Linked DNA regions of Mus musculus: region 1 is linked to region 2. Evidence: chromatin contacts called from public Hi-C data. All regions are on one chromosome and are shown on one strand. Each heading gives the region's core, a stretch centred on a gene start, on an enhancer-like site or on the middle of the called end of the contact. The rest is flanking DNA. Distances are from core to core; before and after follow the strand shown.

Region 1 (6,016 bases), core at 1,508-4,007, 1.1 Mb after region 2:
CATATCCCTCCAGCCTCCTTGTCTGTCCCATATCCCTCCAGCCTCCTTGTCTGTCCCATAACCCTCCAGCCTCCTTGTCTGTCCCATATCCCTCCAGCCTCCTTGTCTGTCCCATATCCCTCCAGCCTCCTTGTCTGTCCCATATCCCTCCAGCCTCCTTGTCTGTCCCATATCCCTCCAGCCTCCTTGTCTGTCCCATATCCCTCCAGCCTCCTTGTCTTTGAGAGTAAAGCCTCTGTTTTTTCCTTGATGTCACTTCATGACTGGCTAGTGGGGGGTGGGGGGGGGTCACAGTGCACATTTCTTGGAGAATGTAGACATCACTTCCTGTGAGGGTACAGGCTCCAAGGTCACAGGCCTTTGTCCTCTGCTCCGCTGCTCCCATCCGAAGCTGGAGTGAGTGGCCAACTGGTGAAAATCAGCTCAAATCTTTAGGATCTAATGCTGTGAACTCAGAAGGGATGGGCAGAAGGACAGATCATTGGGACTGGGGTCTATCTTAAGATGCCAGGTTGCATCCAGAGACTTCCCCACCTGGGGATGCATCCCATATACAGTTACCAAACCCAGACACTACTGTGGATGCCACAAGTGCTTGCTGACAGGAGCCTGATAGAGCTCTCTCCTGAGAAGCTCTGCCAGTGCCTGACAATTACAGAGGTGGATATTCTCAGCCAAACACTGGACTGAGCACAGGGTCCCCAACGGAGGAGCTAGATAAAGGACCCAAGGAGCTGAAGGCGTTTGCTGCCCCATAGGAGGAACAACAATATGAACCAACCAGTACCCCTAGAGCTCCCAGGGACTAAACCTCCAACCAAAGAGTACACATGGAGGGACCCATGGCTCCAGCTGCATATGTAACAGAGGATGGCCTTGTGGGACATCAATGGGAGGAGAGGCCCTTGGTCCTGTGAAGGCCCAATACCCCAGTATAGGGGACTGCCAGGACAGGGAATTGGGAGTGGGTGGGTTGGTGAGCAAGGGAAGGAGAAATGGGATAGGATGTTTTCAGAGGGGAAACCAGGAAAGGGGATAACATTTGAAATGTAAATAAAGAAAATATCTAAGAAGAAGAAGAAAAGATGTCAGATTGCAAAAGAGAAGTAATAGCACATTCAGTTGAAGCCACCAAGCTGGCTTCTGTTGCTTGTAACCAGTGACGTTCCTGAGTGGCCCCTTACCTTTGCAGCTAAGCTTTAAGAGTTTGCCCATCTGGACATCTCAATTTGAGGCCTTCTTCTCAATTTCATCATTCCATTCTTCTGTATTGCAGACCGTGTTTCTCTTTGGCCATTCTAGAAGAGGATAGAGGACCCTCATGTCTCCTGCAGTGTCCATTGGCTACAAGGCAATGAGTAGGTTTTCTACCTCCTTGTCTCTTTAGTTAGCGCAGATGTTGTGTGTGGTGTATCTTCTCAGCTACGGGTAAACTTCTGATGACAGGGACCGTGGCTGACACATTTTGAAAAAGGGCTTCCCCGGAATCCTTGCACTTAGAACATGGTTCCAAATGACTGCTTTCCTTCCAGAATGTAGTCTCAGAGACTTTTGCGCACAAGTTCGTGAACTGCTTGGTCGCAGCTTCCAGCGCACAGTATGCTAATTATGATTCATGCAGCATATTGACACCAAACTCTAGCCCACATTCACAGCGCCAGATGCAGCCAGCTACTCGGAGAACTGTTAAGAAAGCAGCAGCTCCAGGGCCCCCTTTACTAGATCCCTCCTAACACTTCCTGGGGAAAGTCTGAGTCCCTTTTACCACCACCACCTCTCAGCCCTTCACCAGGCCCGTCTGGTTTCCTAGAGCCAAAATAGTATCCTGGGATGGCTGTCACTGGATGTACCAAAAAGATACTGAGAACCCTGATTGTTTTCCAGAACAGAAAAACATTTCTTTATGTATTAGAATCCTTTATTTTCCCTTTGGACGAAAGCAAACTCCTCCACCCAACTCCATCTGTTCTTAGGTCTTTCCCAGATCAAGATTGCCAGCAACTGTAAACTCCACCTGTCTCCATTGCTCAAGAACTTCATTGTGCTCAGTAGCTACTCATCTCCAAAGTCAACTGGGATTGCTGAGAGCAACCGGAGGAAGCATCGGTTCCAGCCAAACTGCTGCACACTCCGTGCGCCCTGAGTTCCATTTCGTTCCTTCACAAGAGAAGTTTTTTCAGGACCTCAGGACCTCTGTGTGCCCAACCAACTGATTTCACAGGTCACACGAAATTCAGGTGCAAAAGACAAACTCAGTCAAGGAGGCCCTACCCCCTGACTAACTGACTGCTTCAACCTGTGTCACCATTGAACTCTGGAGTAAAGCAGAGCCTCTGTCAAAAGGGTTTCTAAGTTATGTCTTACCCGATTCTCCAACAGTGTCTGTAAATTTCATTTCTTTCTCATTTTTATTACCTCTTGGAGAATTTCATACAATGTAATCTGATCATATTCTCCTCACCCCCAACTCCTCCCAGATCCCTCTTTCCGTACTCACCCAACTTTTAGATTCATGTGTGTGTGTGTGTGTGTGTGCGTAGCACAATTTGTGCTGCCCATAACCTTTCGGATCTGTGACCTCCCAGTAGAGCCTGGTATACCTACCCACACCCTCAATGAATACTGGCACTCCCTTATAGGAATCTACCAGTAGCATCCTGGTTGTCACAGGAGGCTGACACCTGCAGAGCTGCAGAAGGACTGCCCTCCCTTGTGGTTTCTGGTATATTCCACAGTTTGCTAAATTGCTGCTTTGTACTTCCACAAAAATCTGGAGATCAAATGACAATGTAGCCAAGTAAAGAGGAACTCCCCTCCCCCCACCCCACCCCATGCCTTCTGGAAAGAACAATTTAATATTGACCAGCAGAGGTCTGTGGCCTGGCAATCCCCTAAGTTCTCTTGGGAAAACCATCTCAAGAAAGCTGTCAGAATGGCTCTCAGATGTGACAAAGGGGAGAGGCAGGGCATTCTGCCCTTGCAGAAACTGTAATCTTGTCGAAGACCCCAAACACAGCAATTTGGAGACTGGGTGGGTAGGAGTTTTATTTTCAAAATTAAAACCATCTAAGATAATTGAGAATCAGATGCGCTGATAAGCAATGATCGATAGAGGTTATTGTTCCTAACTAATAATTAATTTATCAATGATTAATTACTAGCTAAGAACTTTTAAGTATATTTTATCTAATTTCCCCAAGGCTGCATTTTTCATAGTTATAGTATAATGTGATAACCCACACACAATCTCTTCATCTTATTTAGATTTGTTTAGTTTTAGATACTGTTCTCTGGGTGTGTGATATGTAAGGAATGACTTCCACATATTTTATCAATCAAGGTATCCCTGTCTCCACCTTATCAGTTAAAATACTGAACATCCCTCTACACACACACACACACACACACACATTATAGCCTCTCTCTGTTCCCTTGCTAAGTACACCCCTTCCCTCACCCCTCCCTAGCCCAAGCCAAGAGTGGCCACCACCCTACTTCACTCCTGAAATTATGCCACACTATATAAACGAATGTGCCAGTGTTGTAGATAGACATCGTATAAATGTTATATATATAGACATCGTATAAATGCTATATATACAGACATCGTATAAATGTCCTGCCACTTCTTGTGACTGGTTCTGCTGTTGTTGTTTTCCATGAGAATGTTTCTTTGTAGAATCATTCATCTTCCTGCAAGACTCTGCAAGCATTGCTGGTGCACTTTTCTGGGTTTCCCACTAGTGTTGCAGTATCTGTGTACTACCCCAGAATGCTTCACCATCCACCTGCCGGAGTACATCTGGGATAATTTTAGGACTGACTATTAAACAGCCCACCATGAGCTAATACTTTTGGAGCTAATGGCTGGTGGCACTCAGCCTATGCTACCTCCTTAGCTCTGGGTTCCCCGTGGTGGACTTGTTCTTCAGGTCTTGTACTAAGTTTCTAATAGGATTTGAGAGTTCTTTGCACAGTTTGGATACCAACTCATCTTTAGATATGTGGCTTACAAATATTTCTGATACTCCTATCTTCCCCGTACAGACTTTCAGGAGCCAAAGATTTGGTTTTGATGATGGGCGATGTGCCAGTATTTCTCTGTTGCATTGTGCTTGTGTTAACAATTCTAACAATTGTTTGTCTAGCCCTAGGCTCCAATGATTTCATCAAACTTTCTACAGAAGTTTAACATTTTGTAATAATTTTAGGCTATATCTTACTATTTTACTGAAAGATGTTCCTAACACCATTGATTCCCTAACACCATTGTAAACCTTTCGTTCATTGAGTTGCATGTCAAAAGACTCTCAGACAGGTTAGCATGGCTCCATCTCCTCACTCAGTTCCTTTCTTCTGTAGGCATGCCCTTCCACCAATACCTCCTGGGCTTGATTACCATGCTATGTGCTGCGACCAACTACGAGACAGCTCTCTTTATTCTTATTTGTTGAGGTCGTTTTTACCTATCCAAGGGACTGCTTCTCTATCAAAATTGTATAATAATTTATTTCTATGAATACATTCTGATTTTTATCAAGATGTTATTAAAACTGTAGGCCCTATTGGGCAGTATGAGCATGTCTGGTGGTTTTGGGGAGTTCTCTCTCTTTGTCTTTAGTTTTCAAAGTTCTAAGGGAGGGTACTAGAGAGGGTGAATCGATCAAAATACATTGTGTACATGAATAAAAGTGACGTAATGAAGCCCATTAGAAAATATTATTAATATATGATAATAAATATTAAAATTCCAAACATAGTGTGGCATAAATTTCTTTTGGAGTTTACTGCTTGAGGCTTTCTCTTTATTTGGGATCCATGATTCAGTATATTTGGAGAACTTTTTAACCATACACACATAAAAACTTTCCCCCTCCGTTCTTTTTTTTTATTGGATATTTTCTTTATTTACATTTCAAATGTTATCCCCTTTCCTGGTTTCCCCTCCAAAAAACACCCTCCCCCATCCCCTCCCCCACCCCTCTGCTCACCAACCCACCCACTCTGCTTCCTGGCCCTGGCATTCCCCCACACTGGGGCAAAGAGCCTTCAGAGGACAAAGGGCCTTTCCTCTGATTGATGTCTGACTGAGCCATCCTCTGCTGCATATGCAGCTGGAGCCATGAGTCTCACCATGTGTGCTCTTTGGTTGGTGGCTTAGTCCCTGGGAGCTCTGGGGGTACTGGTTAGTTCATATTGTTGTTCCTCCTATGGGGCTGCAAACCCCTTCAGCTCCTTAGGCCTTTCTCTAGCTCTTTCATTGGGGACCCTATGCTCACTCAGTCCAATGGGTGGCAGTGAGCATCCACTTCTGTATTTGTCAGGCACTGGCAGAGCCTCTCAGGAGAGAGCTCTATCAGGCTCCTGTCAGCAAGCACTTGTTGGCATCCACAACAGTGGCTGGGTTTTTTGTCTTCTCTCTGTGAGCCATACTGGGAGATTCCTATTCTGGCCTCATGGTAACTGCTTCTAACCCCTGTTGACAAGGAGCTCCCCCTGGTGGCCCATCATTGTTAGGGCTCCTCTCTGCTCCCCTGTGTGATAGATCTGTTAGTCAGAACAGAACTCTCTAGTCCAACTTCCGGGAGCGGTGAGACTCCCTCAGCTGCCTCCCTTATCTGGGCTGAATTTGTGTCTCTGGTTCACAAGAAAAGAAAGAGAAAATGATTCTACATCATTTCATCTGGATAAAATGTCCTCCGTATGAGGAAAGAGACGTCCCAAGATGCTGGGAGTCACCCATCTGTCACACTCTTCCCATCGGCCGACAAAGGGAAGCCCTCAAAGAGCCTAGAGTCACCATGAAAGCCTGTGGGTCTGAAGCGTTGTCACATATTAGTGGCATAAGCCGTTGTACCTATACTTGAACCAAAGACGGTTGAACAGAGAAAAGAATTAAAAATGATCCGATGGCCAAAAAGCCATTGATCCGTGGGTTACAATAATAGATTTAAAAGAAAATAGTGGGTGATATTTTTAACAGCATAAGACAGACATAATGTCATGTTTATAGAAT
Region 2 (5,664 bases), core at 3,024-5,523:
TAGGATCAAGGAAACCTAAGCCCAAGGCTTCTTATTCAAAGTTTCTCATAAAAAATTGTTTCCCTTTATAAATAGATTCCAAAACTTACTTGGGTACAAAATTTAAACTGATTCGACTTTTACTTTAAACTGAATTTTAGTGTAGGAGGGGCCATAGCAATTTCTGTGCTCTCTGTCTCTCTGTCTCTCTCTGTTTCTATCTCTCTCTGTTCCTCTCTTTCTCTGTCTCTCTCACTTTGGATTTAATTGCACTATTAAAATGTAGGAGGTGGCAAACCAGAAGCAGTGAGAAGGGGAAGGTCTGCCATCAGCAGCACAGAGAACAGAGTTGTTCCAAACTGCCTGTGAGATGTCTTCAGTACAGCAGGCTGCATGAGAGTGGTGAACAGTGGAGCCTGTATGGTGACCAGTTACTGAGAATTGTGAACACACGAAAGGTGATGTAGCATAGGTAAAGGTGTTGGCTGCATTCACAGGGTTGGGAGTTAAAGAATTGAAAGTGTCCAGTGAGAGGTCTATTACTCATGACTACTTAGAATACAGGGTGCACTGACAATGGGGGAGGAGAGTAAGGAGTATCCAGGAGTTGACTGTAGTTTATAAGAGGTATTGTATGCTTTAGAAGTCTGTGGATGTTCTCCAAGACAAAGCCTTCTCTGTTGGTCTTCAGCACGCCACCCTTAGGGACAGGGAATACTACAGAAAACCCACATTACTGACAGGAGTATGTGGTTTATTTAGGCTTCATTATTTACATATGAAGTGATAGGCTGCTGGAGGACATATTTGCATATTATTTCAGTGGTGCTCTGTAGGTATTCAGTGAGCTGAGCTGGGCCAGGGAAAGAGAAAGGAGATCTTAGGCAGCTCTTCATCTAGCCAGCTTTCCTGCTTACTGTGAAATGCTGTTGTCTTGGTATTTGATTTCTCAACAGTAAAAACCACCTTTATAAGATAGTCTAGTTGGCTGGGGGAGGGAGATGGGATGGGGGTTTCTGAAGGGGAGACCTGGAAAGGGGAAAACGTTTGAAATGTAAATAAAGAAAATACCCGCCTCCCCCCCGCCCCCCAAAAGAAAGATAGTGGGTAAGGGAATCTTGAAGAACAGGTCTGCACAGGTTCAAAAGCAAAATGAAATGCTATGCTCTCTACAGATTGCTAGCATCCCCAGGCCTTCTCAGAGGACTTCACAGTGCTGTGGTTTGTGCTGGTACTGATGCTGCTGCAGGATTTTGGCTGTGGCCTTCTTCCCCACCATCCCAGCAGCCTCCAGTAAGGAACCTCTTGGCAAATGGGACTGCCTTAGGTTCACCCAAGATTTCGTGAATCTTTTCTTTAGAAATAAGACATGTTTTCTTCTGTACTAACATGCCACATAGCAATTGAGGTTTCACACATATTAAAGATCTCTTTCATGAGTATAATTGAAAAATGTGTTTACACTTGGACCAGTTTCCTGAAATTTACTTCTCAGGAAGGGGCACTGAGTAACTGTTTATGATAGCTGATTTTATGGCTGGACAGAGGAAATTAGACAGTTACAAAGTTTCCCTTGCAGTCATCCTGCTTTTGGTGTGGGAGGTGGGCCTCACATACAGCGATCTTGCGTTTTTGCACTGACACTGTTGTTTAACACAGGCCATACAATGTTTAGCACATAACTGGGCAGTTTCAAAGGTTTATTTTTAATAGTTCTATGTTTTCAAATTAAACTTTAAAGTATAATAGAACTGTATTTAGAAAATTTTAATAGAAGTATTAAATACACTAAAGAGCCAGTGATCACTGCCATTAAACTTTTCACATAGTTCTTCCTATGGCTTTATGTCTAGCGTGCATGTGTAAACATGTATTTGTATAGGTAAGGTTTTATATATACTATTATATGTCCTAATTATCATTTGTATATTGTTGTGTCTTTAGGATTCTTTCCAAAATTATATTTAATGACATAATGTTATATTGTGTGGTTATTCTATAATTTGCTTAATCATTTTTTGGGGTAGTCATCTTGTTTTTTACTTTTTTCTAATATAAGTATCATTAAATAACTGCATACTTAACTCTTGCTTTCATTTTGGTTTTCCTTTTGATAGTTTCCATTGCTGTGCCAGAGCATGTGAACAGTATTAAGTTTCACGATAGTGCTGAGTTGCTTTCTAAAAAGCTCATGCCAATAACTCTCTCACAGGTAATAGAGGAAACTGCCTGCCTTGAAATTTTTTGTTATTCATCCTTGTCAGCAGGATGCAAAACATACTCTCATGATGTGATCTTTTTTGAGTAAAAATGGAAACTAGTAGAGTAAAATCTATGTGTTTTGAAGCGGTCAAATTTTATATTTTTATCATATAGACTATATGCTACATCTGTGGTTATGGTATATATCTGATGGCTTTTGCATAGTGCTGACCTTGGAAGTTATGGTTGCTCAGAATTGACCCTTTTCCGCAAGGCAGTTGTAGTTCAGAGAAACCATTGTTCTGGTAAGTGTTTAGATTTTCCACAAGAGTGCATCAAGTAAGTGCTTAGATTTTCCAAAAGAATGAGGGGAGCAGAGAGAGGATGGTAGAAACCATTATAAAGTTAACATTAGAGCTAGAGGAAGGCCCAGCTGTTTAGGGCATGCACAATTCTTAGTGAGAACCCAAGTTCAATTCCTAGCACACACATTGGGTAGTTCACAACTTTATCTCCCAACTTTAGGAGATCTGACACTCTCTTCTCTCTACCCTTGCTGCCTGCATTTATGCTCACATGTATGTGCACATATAAAATTAAAAATAAGTAAAATCTAAATAATAAGTCTCTGATAAACTTTACACTAATTAATATTTTATAGTTTAGTCACTATGCTAGATTTGAGAGAATAAAGAAAGTTTCTAGTATTATTATTGTGGCCAACATCCTATAAAAACCTTCAAAATTGAGATGAAGTGGCTATAAAAGTCAAATTTTATGTTCTTCTGCCTCCTGTGGTTTTGTGACAGTGTGTCTGTATAGGCCAGGAAGGCCTTGCCTTGAACTCATGGCAATCCCCCTACCTCACCCTTCTAAAAATGGAAATTCCCCAGGTGTGCTTATGACCCTGATATGTCTTAAAGTTGTAAGACCTTCTCAGTTCAGAGTGGAAGAAGCAGTTAGCATCCCTTTGTCGAGGCTTGGCATCCTGTTGACCTTGCTGTCTTAGTCTTTGTTGGATGAGGTGATTCAGTAAGTTGATGTCCAGTGTACTTGGATAAGTTAACTATTATCAGTTGTAGCTGCCATTTGTTAAGAATTTTCTGTGCCGGGCAGTGGTGGCACAAGCCTTTAATCCCAGCACTTGGGAGGCAGAGGCAGGCGGATTTCTGAGTTTGAGGCCAGCCTGGTCTACAGAGTGAGTTTCAGGACAGCCAGGGCTACACAGAGAAACCCTGAAGGCAGCAGCAGGATGGGTTCAAGGCCACCCTTAGCTAGTCTATGAGTCTGAAGTCAGCTTGTGCAGCATCAGGCCCTGTTTCAAACAAACAAACAAACAAACAAACAAACAAACAAACCAAACCAAACAAACAAAAACTCCATAGATTTTGAGCCGGGCGTGGTGGCACACTTCTTTAATCCCAGCACTCGGGAGCCAGAAGCAGGCGGATTTCTGAGTTGGAGGCCAGCCTGGTCTACAGAGTGAGTTCCAGGACAGCCAGGACTATACAGAAAAACCTTGTCTCGAAAAAACAAAAACAAAAACAAAAAAAAAAAAAAAGAGTTTTCTGTGGTTCAGGTACTGTAGGGTCATCTATTAACTTATTAATTCTAACAGTGTCCTAATAGGACCCTGTTGACTAGAGGTGAAAAGACTAAGATTATTTTTCTAGTGAGCATTGGAGTCAGAAGAAGGAGACTGTAGTCGCATGGAATACTAGAATAGTGTTTTACATGGGAATCAGGTCACTGGGATCAGTCACTGTCTTAGTCACTGTTCTAGTGCTATGAAGAGACACCATGTTCAAGGCAACACTTATAAAAGAAAGCATTTAATTGGGACTTGGTTACAGTTTTTTAGGTTAATTTATTATCATCAAGGCAGGGAACATGGTGGCAGGCAGGTCCTGGAGCAGTAGCTGAGAGCTGTATCTGCATCCATGGACTGTGACGGAGAGAAGCACTGGGTTTGGTATGGGCTTTTTGAAACCTCAAAGCCCAATCTTAGTGCCACACTTCCTCTAGCAAGGCCACCACTCCTAACCCTTCTTATCCTTTCAAGCAGTTCCATTTCCTTGTGACTAAGCTTTTAAATATATGAGCTCACAGGGGCCATTCTGATTCAAAACGCCACCGTCATCTGCTCAGAATATCTTAGTATACTGGTTTGCATGTCCTAATATATATAGAGTCTGAGCTTTGGACTGAATGACTTCTTTTACACCGAATATTATTTTTTTCTATTAATCTGAAGACTTCAATCCATACGGTGTTGTAGAAGCTAGTTTATATATTAAGATATGGTCTTAGGAATCAAGGCTTTTGTGCTTTATGAGAGTCTTGCTTTATATCCTCAGGAGCCTTTATAACTTGACATGCTCCTGCCTTAGCCTCTTAAGTGACTGGAATGCAGAGCTGGCATTTCTCCCTCCAAGAATCAGTTTTGATTGTTTTGTGCACAGAGTTTTCTAGGTCTTTACATGATTTGCTTTTTTTACCAGCAGTGTCCAAGTTTTGCATTTTTTAAAAAGTGGGGATTTATTTTATCCGATTCCCTGTAGCTGGGTTACAGTTACAAGCAGCCTGGCATAGGTGGTGGGAATTGAACTCTGGTTTTCTGGAAAAGCAGCAAATATTCTTAGCTGCCGAGCTCTCTCTCCAGCACCCCCAAGACCTCCTCTTTACATGGATTTATTTTAGTGTATTTGCGGGTGCATGTCTTGTGATGTCATGTTTGTTCTGTGATGCCTATGTAAAAATCAGAGGGCAGTATTGGGAGGTTTTTCTCTCTTTTCATCATGTGGATCCTAGGGATGGAGCTCGTCATCCAGCTTGACTTTGGTGCCTTTACCCACTGTGACATCGTGCCAGCGCCAAGGTCTGCATTTATAGATCTAATCTTTCACCTTACTTTTGAACAGCATCTCTTTCTGTTTGGTGGAAATTACAGCAGAGGTAGCTCAGTCATAATTTGCTCATGTGCAGTCCCTCTGCATCTTACCAGCATATAGAAAATCATCTGAACAAACAAAATTTCTATTTATTTTGAGTTCTCAGTCTCAGTGACCAGCATGGTTACTTTTTGTGTTACTTATTTCTTGGAATCTCTGGGTCGATTTTGCTTCAGCTCAGTTCTACACATTGTTCAGTGAATGAAGTATCTTATGAACAGGGTCTAGATTAATTCCTTCTCTGTGAGGTGTATGTTCTTTCATCTTTTTGTTTTATGAGTAGGTGTCTAAGAGAAAGGCTTATGGATTAAACCACATGAATACTTCCATAAAGTTGCCAACTACCCATTTTTTCACCTTTCTTTCAATGACCTCCTTTGTCCTTTGGATTAAAGTCAATACTTAATACATATATTTATATTCTTGCTGCTTTCTGTTCTGTAGATTCTACATATATTTTGAAGTAAGGAGATTATGCTGACACTGCAAAGAAAACCAAACCAAAATAACAACAATAAAAAATACTTAGCAG

The links. Hi-C and Micro-C count contacts between places; a contact is called where the count stands out from the background.
Region 1: a contact with region 2 is called in a Hi-C map of bone marrow-derived macrophages, with 8 read pairs. The contact joins two enhancer-like sites. A contact is called at or near these places in 1 of 15 datasets of contacts at CTCF or cohesin (the NIH/3T3 cell line), 1 of 484 Hi-C or Micro-C datasets (bone marrow-derived macrophages), 1 of 115 datasets of contacts at active chromatin or transcription factors (embryonic stem cells) and 1 of 9 other capture datasets (embryonic stem cells).

The regions. Positions count from the first base shown.
Region 1 is chr13:37,320,189-37,326,204 of GRCm38.p6, forward strand. No RefSeq gene overlaps it. Among named protein-coding and RNA genes, the nearest start is that of Gm40913, 11 kb to the right of the region's middle. Within about 2 kb of position 2,758, at least 9 of the 459 cell types and tissues checked have an H3K27ac peak or open chromatin away from gene starts, as enhancers often do. A contact at or near this core is called in bone marrow-derived macrophages, where this site is marked.
Region 2 is chr13:36,196,413-36,202,076 of GRCm38.p6, forward strand. All of the region lies in intron 1 of Fars2 (phenylalanine-tRNA synthetase 2 (mitochondrial)), which reads left to right. Among named protein-coding and RNA genes, the nearest start is that of Gm40912, 8.5 kb to the right of the region's middle. Within about 2 kb of position 4,274, at least 25 of the 459 cell types and tissues checked have an H3K27ac peak or open chromatin away from gene starts, as enhancers often do. A contact at or near this core is called in bone marrow-derived macrophages, where this site is marked.